2 separate regions of the Mus musculus genome follow, and region 1 is linked to region 2. Evidence: chromatin contacts called from public HiChIP or PLAC-seq data. All regions are on one chromosome and are shown on one strand. The core of a region is the stretch at or near the end of the contact, and the rest is flanking DNA. Distances in the headings are between cores, read along the strand shown.

Region 1 (6,607 bases), core at 1,568-4,067, 910 kb before region 2:
TAAAATAAATAAATATCACTCACTGCTTCGAGAGAAAGGCATTCACACAGCCTAGGCCCCAACCGCAAAGGGTGAGTGGCTGTCTAGGGAAAGGTTTTGTCAAGATTTTTACCAAGACTGTAACTCTAAAGAGGTAAAAATGGGCCCCAAGGATGGCTTTCTAATAAAAGCATGCTAAATTGAGATGGCCCCAAATTTCTGAGGCCTACCAGATGACATTCACAAATACTCACCCAGGCAGAGCTACTGGGATAGAGATGTAACAAAGACGAAGCATGGGCCTTTAGTTTTCCCAGGCTCCTCTCTCCCAGGTGAACGGGGATGAAGCTGACAAATTCCCTTATTCAACACATTTATTGATCCAATTGCCCCAGTTTTTGTGAAGTTTTCTAACAATGCTCAGTGACTTCAAAGTTGCAGGAGGAAAACAGATGGCAAAGGAAGGACCTAGTTTGGAAATTCTCAAAGAAGGCTGTGCAAAAGAGATGTACGGGCCAAGCATAGCCACCGAGGGACACTGGGTATCACAGAAGGGGCTGTCCAGCCTCCTCACTCTCATCTTCCCACAATGGAAAACAAGGGGAGACCAAGGAATGAAAGGGGGCAGACAGGACGTTTCTAGAGAAGCATGGGGGAAGTGTAACACGGGCGGTGTACATTGGAAGGCTGCTTCAAAGAGAAGCTAATAGAGTTTGAAACTCCGAGAGTGGAGCAGATCTATCAGGTGTGGCATGTGTGTGCACAGCTGAAGTCGAATAAAGATGAAGGTCATTTGAGATGAGGGAGTCAGAGAACTGGGATGTAAGTACTAGAAATGCCATTAAAGGGATGTGACACCTCCTCAGGGTTCTGTGTGACTCCTGGAGAACAGGGAGAGACCACTTGGAAGCAACTCTGGCTCCATGGTTACTGCTAGGGAGGAGGCCTGGGCAGTGGGAACTCGAAGCTCAACGGGCCTGGTGCTTCTGTACTGTGCTAGTCTGGCCCGCAAAGGTCTTCTGATTTCTGCATTAAAAGTCTGTCCTTAACATGTAGCTCTGTTGGAAGATGGAACCTTCAGAAACGGAGCCTTGGGGGAGGAAGTTAGGATATTGGGGGCATGCCACGGAAGAGGGCATTAGTACTCCAACTCTTCTCTCAAGGCAGACTTCTTCTGTTATCTCTCCCAGCCTGACCCTCCATGCAAAGGAACATGGTCAACTCACAGTGAATTGACACCTTTGAACTGGAAGCCAAATAAACTTTTCCCCCTTAAACTTCTCTCAGCCATTGCGTCACAACAGTGCAAACGTGCAAGCTTAGTTGTCAGTTTTCAAAGTTAGAACGAGGGTTTTAGAGACCAAAGGAGGGGACATTGAAGCCACCCTTTGTCTGCCGTTCACAGCAGCTTGCTGGCAGACTCTGGTTATTTCTTTAAGAGTAATTAAGTCATCGCAACTGAGAAATAAAGGTGAAGTGAGAGGAAATGAGCTGAGAGGAAATAAGGAGAGTCATGAAAGATAGATACCCCCCTTTTCAGCTGAGGAGTAGAAGAGGGAGTGGCATTCCCTAGCCACTTGGAAGCCTATTCTCCCCTCAGATCACCACTGCCACCAAACCCCACCCGATGTCTTAATGTCTTTCCCCAGCATTCTCTATTTCCCCTGCACACACGGAGCCACGTCAGCCCCACCTCACCAGATCCTCACCTCCCATCCCAAGGGCTTGCTGGCCTATTCCCCCATCAGCTCTTCCAAACCAACACCACGGAAACAGAATTTGCTGTCTCCCTTCTCCTCTGCTGTCTGGTCACTCACACCAGAAAGCCATCTTGTAAAACCTGCTTGGTCTCTACTTTCTCTCTTTCCCCATTCCCAACTGATGAACAAACCCCAAGGCTTACAACTACATTGCAAACCATTCCTTCTCTTCCATTCTGACTCCACCCTCAGGGCCTGGCATCTTTATTCACCCAATTCCCCATGAGTTCCTACCTGGTTCTATAGACCTCTAACATGCTCTCCACACCACCCCAGCTCCATCTGTCCTAAAAAAAAAACAAAACAAAACATCCAGCCACACCAACTTACATACTCACTGAAAACTGTCCATGGCTCTCGAGGCCTACTGGGAGTTCCATAAGCTCCAAGTCATGACGTGTTAAAAGCCTCACAAAACCCCTGGGAGGATCCCAATGATTGAAAGCCAAGAGGTGTTTGCAAAGCTCTCAACCATTAGCCAATGGTTCTTAGCCTTTAGGGGGTTACAGTCTTTTTGGACAGTCTGATAAAAGCTCCGGTGCTTAATCAAAAGCATGAACACATGCCTTTGCCTTTGCCTACAAGTAAACTCTGACAGCCAAATTTTAGGGCATCTATGGATGCTCAAAGACAATCCAGAGTAAGACCCCCTCACTGCGGTACGTATTACTTTCGCATGGGTACACAGAATTGCAGTATCATCCCAACAGCATTCCAGCCCCACAAACAAGCCATCAGCTCTCCTGTGGGCAGTCTGATTATTCATGCAGATGTCTAAAATATTCATCAGCAGGGTCACTGGGCACACAGTGGAGATGGACAGACAATGAGTACAGTAGTTAGCATACAGGCTCACAGTCATTTCATCTGAGTGCAGCTGTCCCGACGCACAACTGTTTGAAAAGAACAGGTTATTTTGAAAACAATCAGCTGAATTGAGTCAAAAAACAAAAAAAAAAAAAACAAAAAAAAAAAAAAAAAAAAAAAACAAAACCAAACTGGCCAGTAGGCCTTCATTCTAACTGAATGGAAATGCAGTGAGGTTCCTTCCTCTTCACGTAGCTCAGTGATGCAAACACAGACATGCAGAAGCTGGTCCACAGCATTGGAGCTCATTACTCATGAGCCTGCTCCGTGCAGCTGCATCCTATTCCTCACAGCTTGGCTTAGCCGTGTTTGTCTGTATGTCCTTCTACAGGTCTGTGCTCCCACACCGCGTGTGTCAGTTCTCAAGGAAGAAGGAGGGGAGCCAGGTGATAGTGTGACAGAACTTGCACAGGCATGGGCTCTAAGGGCAATACATTGGAGGCTCTTTCCCTAGAGACTGGCCCTAAAACCCACATCCAAAAGCACTGACTGTCAGGAAAGGTTGGAGCAATACCAATGACTGACCATGCCAATCACAGGTGACAGAACACCACACTTCTCGGTGTGTCAGAGAGTCAGAGTACCAACACAGACTAGGAACTCTGTACTACTAAACGGACATAAGAAAGGAACACTGGCCTGTAAGTGTGAACCTTTTAAAATAAGCATTTCATTAACTGTTTTTACTTGCATTCTGAAGATTAATATTTCGGTACGTAATATTCTAAGACAGATTCCTTTGGACATCTGAGTTGATGTCTTTTTCCCTTGATAAATTTCCAACAAGAAGTTTCAGAAATCATCCAAGACTTCCAGCTGTGCTTTTCAAAAAGCACCTGTACTTCCCTATTCTGTCAGCAGATGGCACTCTCACGCACTGGCAGGCCAGAACAATCATAAATCTAACAGGACTACATTAGAGGTGTGGCTTGCACATCTTGGGGGTCAGAGTCATTTTTAAATTTAAAGTTAATTGAGGGCCTCAAAGAAATTTGTTTACTTGGGCTATGCATATAGACTGTCATCACATTAGAAATCAAAACAAGAAATTGATTCTTACTAATCCAATTAAGATATAACAAATCCATTACATGCTATCAAAGACATTTTAGCACAAACAGCTACATTTTCCAAGGGATGAGATTAGGGAAAGGAAGTCTTGGCAAGTCTCTTAGTGTTTGGTTTACTAGAAGACACCTGGCTTCCCATGTTTGCCGTTTTAGCCTGTTGCCATGAGCTGTTTGTGTTCAGCAATATAAAAAGCACCAGCCTCACACAGCTATGTGGTTGGAACCGGGAAGAGGGCTTAGTAGTTCCTGGTGATGGTGATGGGTACTGATGCTAGACTGAAATCCGCAATTGTTGGCTTTATAATGGATAGTCAGGGTGTAGTACCTGAAGCCATGACAGGGAACTTTCCATGCGGTCACAGGGAAGTCAGTCAGCTGGCCACTGTTGCACCTCTGTCCATGAATTTTTTACCCACCTGTGAATTTTAGCATCATACTATAGTCATTTAGAAATCAGCCATTCACTGGGCTGCACAGTTCTTCTGGCATGTTCCATAACTCAGCATCATGGCATCACTATGGCCACCTCTCTCAGGAGAGTTGTCTCTACGTCTTAGAAAATCTATCAAGTGCGAAGTGGTGGGTGAAGCTTTTTAATAATTCTTATTTTCCATTCAAAGCTTGAATGTTGTTGCTGACAATACACATCGCCCATTATTCCCTAGAAACGACAGGCTCATTTTATTTTCCAAAAACATCTGCCTAACACCCATGCCTTAATAGCCAGGGTGGTTATCACTATTGAGAAACAGTGAATGATGTTCCATGGATTTCCGAGTTAGTTCCATTTACAACGCAAACACATCAGCGCTCCTTCCCAGATGACCAGGGAAGCCTTTGTGCCCCTCGACTTCATAAACTTCTAGAAACACACAGGCCAAGAGCTGATAGAAGTAATCACTCTCTTCTGGTTCATCGGGACATTCATTTGTACTGTGTGTGAAAAGCACAGGAATCTTGGGACAGTCTGGTGCCACTGAGATGACTCGGGTTAGTGACGTGTAAACTGCACCGCTGCTTCTGTACGGACACTGACACACTAGGAGTCTCAGGATCAGGTTGAGTTCATGGATTCTCTGAAAGGAGCATGGGTGCTCCAGGGTTGGATCACACTTGGACAGGTGTGCCTCACCTAGCCTCAGATACTTTGGAGTTACATAGATAGTGACTTGACTGGGCCTGTTTCACAAACTCAGGATTACTTATCAAGGAACCTTAGGTGGGAAAATGGCTGGAGGGAAAAGTGAAAGGATTTTTGGTCAATCTGTATTCTTTTCATTGCTCTGTATAAAAATTAAAATAAAATATGCCATTATTTGAAACAAAAACAGTGCCACAGTGGGGGGAGAACAAGTGTGAGCCTTAGTAGTCAGGCCTTTGTTTCCAAACATCTGGTTAATGGGAGTCCCTGTTCAGTTTCCTCATTGACTCTCCATGCCTACTCTTGGATTCTACCCTTTGTAAAATTGTTGTGTATATTAGAAGAGGGGGGCACGAAGTGGGGGGATCGAAAGGATAGGGTACATTTGGAAGGAGTGGGGGTGGATATAAAGATATACTATATTAAGTTCTCAAATAATTAACAAAACATTCTATTAAATAAAAAAATAAAAGTGAGAATATGGATGTCCAAAAGAAAAAAGGAAAAAAAAAAAAAAAAAAAAAGGCCGGGTGGTGCACGCCTTTAATCCCAGCACTTGGGAGGCAGATGCAGGCAGATTTCTGAGTTCAAGGCCAGCCTGGTCTACAGAGGGAGTTCCAGGACAGGCAGGGCTATACAGAGAAACCCTGTCTCGGAAAACCAACCAAACAACCAACCAAACACACACACACACACACACACGAGAGAGAGAGAGAGAGAGAGAGAGAGAGAGAGAGAGAGAGAGAGAGAGAGAGAGAGAGAGAGAGAGAGAGACACTATGGATGTGATACACATGTGTGCCCACAAACACACACACACACACACACACACACACACACACACACACACACAGACACAGACACAGACACACACACATGAAACATGCACATGAAACAAAACAAGAAGTTGGGAAATACTAGATTTCTGTTCTGGCTTGATGTATATATTTACAATTTAATCCTTTACAAAGATTAGTAGATCTCACCGACGGACTGAGCAGCTCTGTCATTTCAGTTGTGAAGCTAAAAATAAGTCTGGGAGTGCTCTTCCAACTTCTGAGAGAAGTACAGCATCAGTGAGCATTTACACAGCATCTCATGGAAGCAGCACCAGTGAATTGAAGATACTCTCTCTCCTTGACGCGTGCTCTGTCACAGTTATTCCTAGTAACCATTCATTAAATACTCTAGAGACGTTTGAGTGTTTAAAAGCTTCACGCACACCCTCCGCTGCATTTCTTTCATCCTCACACATTGAACGAACTGTCTCATAGTAACGCTAGCACCATTTTACAGAGGGGGAGATTGAGGGTTGGAACATCATTTTGTTCACTAATACAACCAGATGGATTCTATAAAACCAAGAGTGCTTAACTCTCACTGACTCCAGATATAATTTCCTAATTCCTTCCTCTGTCAAGTGGCTCCTGGGGCCAGCAGTTCTGCTTTGTGCCTGAAGGTATCTCTTAGATGTTCCCTAGTTTCTTAGCATCCCATGAATTAGAGGCTGTATAATCCGCACTTGGTGCCTGTCTTTGCAAAATTGCTGTGGACGCTGCCCCTTGGAAATACAAATTTGCCTCTACAGCTGCTAAGTGCCTAGCTTACCAATGTGCTGTCTGACTATCTGAGCACAGATCTTTTCCAGCACACCCAGACTGCTGTATCTCTTTTGAACACGTCACTTGTTTCTCTTCTACCATGCAGCCACACTCCTCTTTTTGAGTAAAATGTGCCTTTTCCAGATCTACTGAGGCTCCATCCGAGATTCACATACCTGGGCTCTTCGCT
Region 2 (6,858 bases), core at 3,004-5,503:
TCAACCACTGAGAGGTGATTGGGTGGATCATGAGGGTCCCAACCTTATCTGTAGGTTCATCCATTCATGGATCCATAATTGGATAGTATTATTAGGAGGTAGTGGGAAGCATGACCTGATTGGATGAATTATTATGTTATTAAGGATATTCCTTTAAGTCAGTGGTTCTCAACCTTCCTAATGTTGTGACCCTTTAACATATATGCTCAAGTTGTGGTGATCCCCCCATGCCCCCAGCATAAAATTATTTTCCTTGCTACTTCATAATTGAAAATTTGCTATTGTTATGAATTGTAATGTAAATGCTTGCGTTTTCCAATGGTCTTAGGTGATCCCTGTGAAAGGGTCATCACCCCGAAGGGGTTTCAACTCACAAATTGAGAACCAATAACTTAAGTGGTGTCTTCTCCCAGGCTTCTCTCTCTCTCTCTCTCTCTCTCTCTCTCTCTCTCTCTCTCTCTCTCCTTCCTGTCTACAAATAAGCAAACAACTTTGTCTGTCATATATTCTTGTCACCACGTTGCTCTGCCCTACCATAAGGCCACAGAGAGTGCTAGAACAAGCCAGACATGGATTGAAACCCCCAGACCTGTGGGCCAAAACAAATCTCTCCCCCTTTTAGGACATTTCTTTGATATATTTATCATGGAGATGAAAAACTAACACAGTTTATATTTGGTGGGACATAAAACTGTACCTTTTATGGTTCTATATCTTTGAGAATCATCCTTACAACCTCATGGGCAGAAACTCTAGCTTTCTAATCACTATCCTGGTTCTGAACCCACTGGTTGCTGGGAACAAAATCAAGGATGAAAGATGGCTGGAGTCTCTGTAAGTAAATGATGGCCTGGCCACCTACAGAAGCCAGTGGATCTAGCCTGGTTCCACTTCCTGCAGGTAGCTCTGTCCAGATGACAGTCTCTATGGGGTGGGATACATGTGATAGTCTTTAGTATGTGTTCAGCTATTCCTGCCCTATGTGACATTGAAGGTAATGTCACCACAGGTTAGCCATAGCTACCTGGGCCCCCTGCCTGAGTCTATCTCCAACCCCCTAAATAGAGAGATTTCCAACTTATGTGCGCTCTGCTAGACAGCCCCACAGCTGCTCTTCCTATCCTGTTCCTTGGCTGTTTCAGATTCAGGGCATGCCTGGGCTTTCTATGGTACTCAGAGTGAAGGAGAGTTGCAATGGAAAGAACATCACTCCACCTTCTTGCCAGACTCACTACATTCCAGTACCTATTTTCCTTGGTCCAAGTTGCTTCAACAGGCCCTTGTCCCCCTTAGCTCCCATCACACATTCTCCCACTTTGGAAATCTCTAAGGAAGGAGCAAACAGAAGACACAGCCAGGCTCCCCCAGAATCCCCTTACCATCTGCAGCTATAATCACAAATGTTTCATTTGGCTCTAGAGTGAGATGTCAGCCTTTCTTATTGTGAGGTTCTCCTTTCTGGTCCCCATGAATAACCTCCTCAGGGCTCTGCTGCTTCCTCTGGCTTTGAAAGGGAGAGAGAAGTCCTGTGTTTTGCTTCTCCCTCCTTCCATTGACTTGAGGATTGAGCACTAGGAAGTTGGGAGAGGAGGCCAGGGCAGTGCTCCTTCCAAAATCCCAAAGAAGGTTCATACCTGGTATTTCTCTTTAGAATGATATTAAATTACAATTTCCTTGCATACAGCTGCTGGTTCCCCCAGGGTATCCTTGAAGGGTCAGTCAGGTCCCTCCCAGGAGGTTGTTGCAGCCTCTTGTGTAATGAGGCCTCCTCTGCAGTCCCTCAGTGGTCCTTTGCATTTGTATCTTCCTTGCTGTAGTCAGCTTAGCTGTTCGCAAGTCTTTCCAGGCAAGGCTCCCAGTACTTAAAATGCTTAAGCACCTTTTCATCTAGGATCCAGCACTGGGCCTGACATCTCTTGGACCCGTGATAAACGTTTAATGGATGGAAGAATGGAGGGAGTTAGCTTAAGAAACAAGGGTTGACATGAAGAACGTGAATATGTAATGGCTGGCTGAAGAATTAATGCTTCCCTGGTCCTGTCCCCACATCTCCTTGTTCTGTAGCCTCCCTGAGTGTTCTCGGAATCCCACCTGCTGATACCCTCAGCTTTCAGATTCCAGGAGAGCAGGCTGCCCAGTCTACGATAATGGAACTGTTAGCTCAGGAGGCCACAGCGTCACCGTGTAAAATCACAGTCTATTCTAGTCAAATTAACTAGGTAATACTCTGCATTAGTGTAAAATTCTCCATCAAACCATGAAGACTGGCATTTAAAACATTCGGGACCTGAGAACAGGAGGAGAGAGCAGAGGAAGTAGAAGAGAGCCATTGCTTTTCCTGGCAAGTCACGTTCAAAAGGTTTTTCAGCCCAAAGAAGCGGGGAAGATTCCACTCCAAAGATCCTCAAAGCCTGATCAGATGCTTCTGGCCGGGCCTCCTCCTCACCCAAGCCTTCAACTCCCTCACGGAGTTGGTGGTTTTGTTTTTGTTGGTTTTTGATTTTGTTTCTTTTCTGACATCACTGGCTACCATGGTTCAAACAGGAACTATCTTCCACGGAGACGCAGAGACATAGCAGGTGGTGGCACTGCTTTTGGGAGCTGTGGAACCTTAAGTGAGTAAGCCCTCACTGGAGGAAATAGGTCACGAGGGGAAAGCCCTGAGCTTATATAGCCAGGTTCTCCCTCTTGTCTACTCCCCTCTTCCTATCTTTAGGTGTAATGTAGCCATCTTCCTAGCACCCCACCTCGTGGCTTTATCCCACCATGGTGGGCTACATCCCATCAAGTTAAAAGGCAAAACACTCACCTCCTTCCTTACATTGCTTCTCAGTGACTATTCAGCCACAAGAAAAATAACAATATGCTAACACTGCACCACGCCCTCACATGACATGTTGGATGAACTTGGGGGAGGGCTGTATCAGACCAGAGGAAGAATAAAAGATGCTCCTTGAAGCAAACCTTACACAGTGTCCCCAGTACCATCTGCATGCTTACCTTCTAGGTAGTCACCCTTACATCCTCCATTCCAAAATAATAAATTCAGGCATCTTACATTCCCGGCAGTGTTCAAGGGATCTCTGGTCACTGGGATTGAACAGGCACTATCCTGGAATCTTGACTGGCTATTATTGTCATCAGCATCTTGTTCTGTCAATAACACATTTATTGAATACCTCCCACACCCCAAATGGACTAGAGGAGGGGACTTTGGGGAAGGGTCTTAGGCCTAGATGGCAAGTGGCCTGTGAACCTGAGGGATGGGACTACACACCCTTTATCTTTCAGATCTCCATTTTGGGTCTCCACTGTGACAAGCCGGTTGGTGCTCTGCAAACGCTGCATTCAGTGACAAAAAGAAAAGTAACAGCAGCAATGAGTCAACGCACCGCCTCATACACCCATCAAGCTGGCAGCCAGTCATCCCAGCCCCTCGGGGCTCAGTCCTAGAGCCCCTGCAGGAAGGGGAGAAGGAGGCGGCCTCCCAGGGGACTTATTCCATGCTGAGGTAGCATACTGGCTGCCGTGCCCTGGGGAGTCAGCTCTCTGCGTAAACGCACAGATAGACAGATAGAGCATATTAAGCATACAACATTGAGGGGCCCCGTTTGGGAAAGACATTGATTCTAAGTGGCTGTTTGCCATTGACAAGCCACATCACTGAGGCTAAAACAGACAGCTTTGGGTTATCTGGCTCATATCCCCCTATCTCTGCAGTTCCCCCCACGTGGGCACACATGCACCCCAGGGCCCCTGCTTGCTCTAGCCCTGTGACCAAGCTGATGCTACATTCTGGGTGGCAGACTCGCTTGGCAGAGACCAGATGCCAGCACATCCCTCCCTGTCCCCTGGGGTTCCCAGGCCCAGCTGCAGCAAGCAGGCAGCCTTGAGACCCCACCGTCCCCATCCATCCTTCCTCTCCCAGAGCCCATCAGCTCATCTCCCTGTCTCCTGGTCCCCTCTTCCACTCCAGCCTCCCTCCTTGCTGTTTTTGCCTGTGTGGGCAGGCAGCAAAACCATAGGAATACATTAACATTTCCTTAATTCTATCTGCGCCTCCAAAACTCTGAGTCACAACTGGGTAGGTTTTCATGCCCGGTGAACTGTCAGCCTCATTCCGAAGTGCCGTTTTCTACTTGGGTCCTAGATCAACAGAGGGACAAGTGTCAGGCTCCTATGGGGGTAGGAGATGACCCCTGACTGGTCCTGCAGTGATAAAAGGACAGGTCCTATGCTTTGCTTCCTCTGGTAATTTTCCACCTTCTACGAAGTGCAGTTAACCCACCTCATCTCACTGCTGTGCAAACTCAGGCACACAGATCTGAACTGCCTTCTTTGAGTCTCTCTCAACTCATCATGAAAGAGGCAAGGCCATGTCCACACCCCATCCTGCCGACCTTTCGGTTAATGGGAACATTTCAGGGAATACCTAGCCCTTCCCTAGACTTGGATAATGCAAGTTCCACCTGTTGCAAGATGTACACAGCCTCAGACAAGCTTGCTTGGCTAGCAGTGTTTGAGAAAGAGGCACACCTGAATGGTACATGCCTTAGCAGAGTGGGAGTTCTCCACCTGCCCATGAGGCATCCACTTCTTCTTGCTATAGCCAGCTCCATATTCACACAGATGAGACCCTACTGCTCAGAAATTGCTCATCTACTTTGACACATAGGAGTCTGTACTCAAGGTGGCTTGCTAGGCAGTGAGTAGACACAAACATGTATGTGGGGTTCGTCCCCCTCTGCAAAGCAGACAGTCATAGAAAAATAGACACACTGAGTATCTGAAAGCTGGCAGCAGGAGTACCAAGATGTACCAAGATGGGCTAGAGGCCAGGAGAAAAGACCGTGTGGTGATCCTAACAAAATGGCTCCCATGGGTCCATGGAGACTGGCACTATTAGGAGGTGTGGCCTTGGTGGAGTAGGTGTAGCTTTGTTGGAGGAAATATGTCACTAAGGGGTGGGCTTTGAGGTCTCAGAAGCTTAAAGCAGGCCTAGTGGCTCTCAGTTCACTTCCTGCTGCCTGTGGATGAAAATGGAGATGTTTTGACTCCTCTAGCACCAAGTCTACCTGCATGCCGCCATGCTTCCCGCCATGATGATAATGGACCAAACATCAGAAACCTGTAAGCCAGGCCCAATTAAATGTTTTCCTTTATAGGAGTTGCTAGGGTCAGAGTGTCTCTTCACAGCAATAAAACCCTAAGACAGAAAGCAACCACACAGTGGGTGAGGGCTGGGAGGGAACAGGACAGGCCATCAAAATAAAACCCATCTTCTTTGCCAAAACAAAACTCAACTTCAGATACCTAAATAAAGATGTCTCCTTGATCCTACCCACACAACTCCCATTTGGCCCACGGCTCTGAGCCATTCCCTCCCCCACAGGAATGAGCCTAGACTCCTGACTCAGGGGTCATGTCTCAGGTCCAAGCTCTTGACATTTATGGTTGTTCTCAAGGGACGATCCACCCCTCTCTGGATTAGCATCAGGGAACTGGGGAAAGAAAAGACTGATCCTTCTTGAGAACAAGGATTGAGCAGGCAGAGACTGTGGGGCCAGACCACATATAGGCATGGGCAGGACAGAGTACAGACTACATTTGTCCTCAGAAACCCAAGACAGCAGCTGTGCTTAGATCTGTGTTGAGCTTGTGACAACATTAGGAGTCCAACTCATTAGCTGAGCCCGACAGCAGGGACTATCATGCAGATGTTTCTAAAGGAACTCCAGCCAGAGTTGCTGTAGAAGTAACATGTTGCAAACAACAACAACAAAAACAGATTAAACTTTCTACCTGAGCTTGGTGGTACAGAGCTGCACCCTTCTCCCTGGGAAGTAGAGACCAGAATATCAGTAGTTTGTGGCCAGCCTCTGCTGCATGGTGAATCTGGGACAAGTTTAGGCAATAGGAGACTCTGGGTCAAAACAAAGATACAGACAGACGAAAAGATGGTAAATCAGAGTGAATTCTTTTCAGTGTTGAGGGGCATTTGCTCCCTGCTAAGTTTCTTTCAGAAGCACCAAGTTGATGGCAGAGCTGAGACCATACCTCTTTTTCTTAACCACCACACTCCTAAATGTACCTTTGAAGTTTTATTGAGATATAGTTCATATGCCACGCAATATAATTTAATGGTTATATAACCATCAAATAAAAGGTTTTGGAACCTTTTGTCACCTGCCCACCCCACCCTCCACAAAAGAAACCCCATATAGGTTAGCTATCATGACCCAATCCCAGGCCTGAAGGACCATGAATTTTCTTTATATTTCTATGGAGTTCCCTATCCTGGAATTTCATACGAATGAACTCACATAGCATGTGTTGCTTTGTGGCCTGGTTCCTTTCATTTAGCATGCTTACCATACTTTTCAACACTTCTGTCCTTTGTAAGGGCAAATGAGAGTGCACAGTATACATGTTTACCATTTGTGACTTTAGCATATTCTTGGCTGGTAAATGGGTTAAGAGCCCACTACAGGCATTGTATGTGAGATCCTGAACATCATACATATTGCATGTATGGTAGTGAAACAAAGGTAAGAAAGAATATTTTAAAACCACTGACCACCAGTGGCCATCATCCTCTGGGGTTTCCTGCAGGCTTTGTCCTACACTGATGAAGTTCCAGGCCCAGGACACACTTTTGGCTGACATTCAGTAACTTTCTTCACAAAGCTCACATGTGTGCACGTGCCTATCTTCTTCATCATGTCCCATGGTAGGACCCAACAGTTTCCTGCTCCTAGTCTCTGTCCTGAGACAGAGATACTCTCTGCAACTAGAGAGAAGCCAATAAACTTCTTTCCCTTTGTGTGTTAGTGCCCTGTCCCCTGGTGTACAACTTGA

Evidence for each region. HiChIP or PLAC-seq counts read pairs in DNA pulled down with a chosen protein or histone mark.
Region 1: an H3K27ac HiChIP or PLAC-seq map of SST interneurons shows a contact between it and region 2, with 7 times the contacts expected there. The contact joins two enhancer-like sites. A contact is called at or near these places in 1 of 484 Hi-C or Micro-C datasets (cortical neurons) and 5 of 115 datasets of contacts at active chromatin or transcription factors (SST interneurons, astrocytes, embryonic basal ganglia and 2 more).

Annotation. Positions count from the first base shown.
Region 1 is chr9:47,696,126-47,702,732 of GRCm38.p6, reverse strand. The region is part of intron 1 of Cadm1 (cell adhesion molecule 1); the gene reads right to left. Among named protein-coding and RNA genes, the nearest start is that of Gm10677, 120 kb to the left of the region's middle. Within about 2 kb of position 2,817, at least 12 of the 459 cell types and tissues checked have an H3K27ac peak or open chromatin away from gene starts, as enhancers often do. A contact at or near this core is called in SST interneurons, where this site is marked.
Region 2 is chr9:46,785,811-46,792,668 of GRCm38.p6, reverse strand. No RefSeq gene overlaps it. Among named protein-coding and RNA genes, the nearest start is that of Gm31614, 41 kb to the left of the region's middle. Within about 2 kb of position 4,253, at least 12 of the 459 cell types and tissues checked have an H3K27ac peak or open chromatin away from gene starts, as enhancers often do. A contact at or near this core is called in SST interneurons, where this site is marked.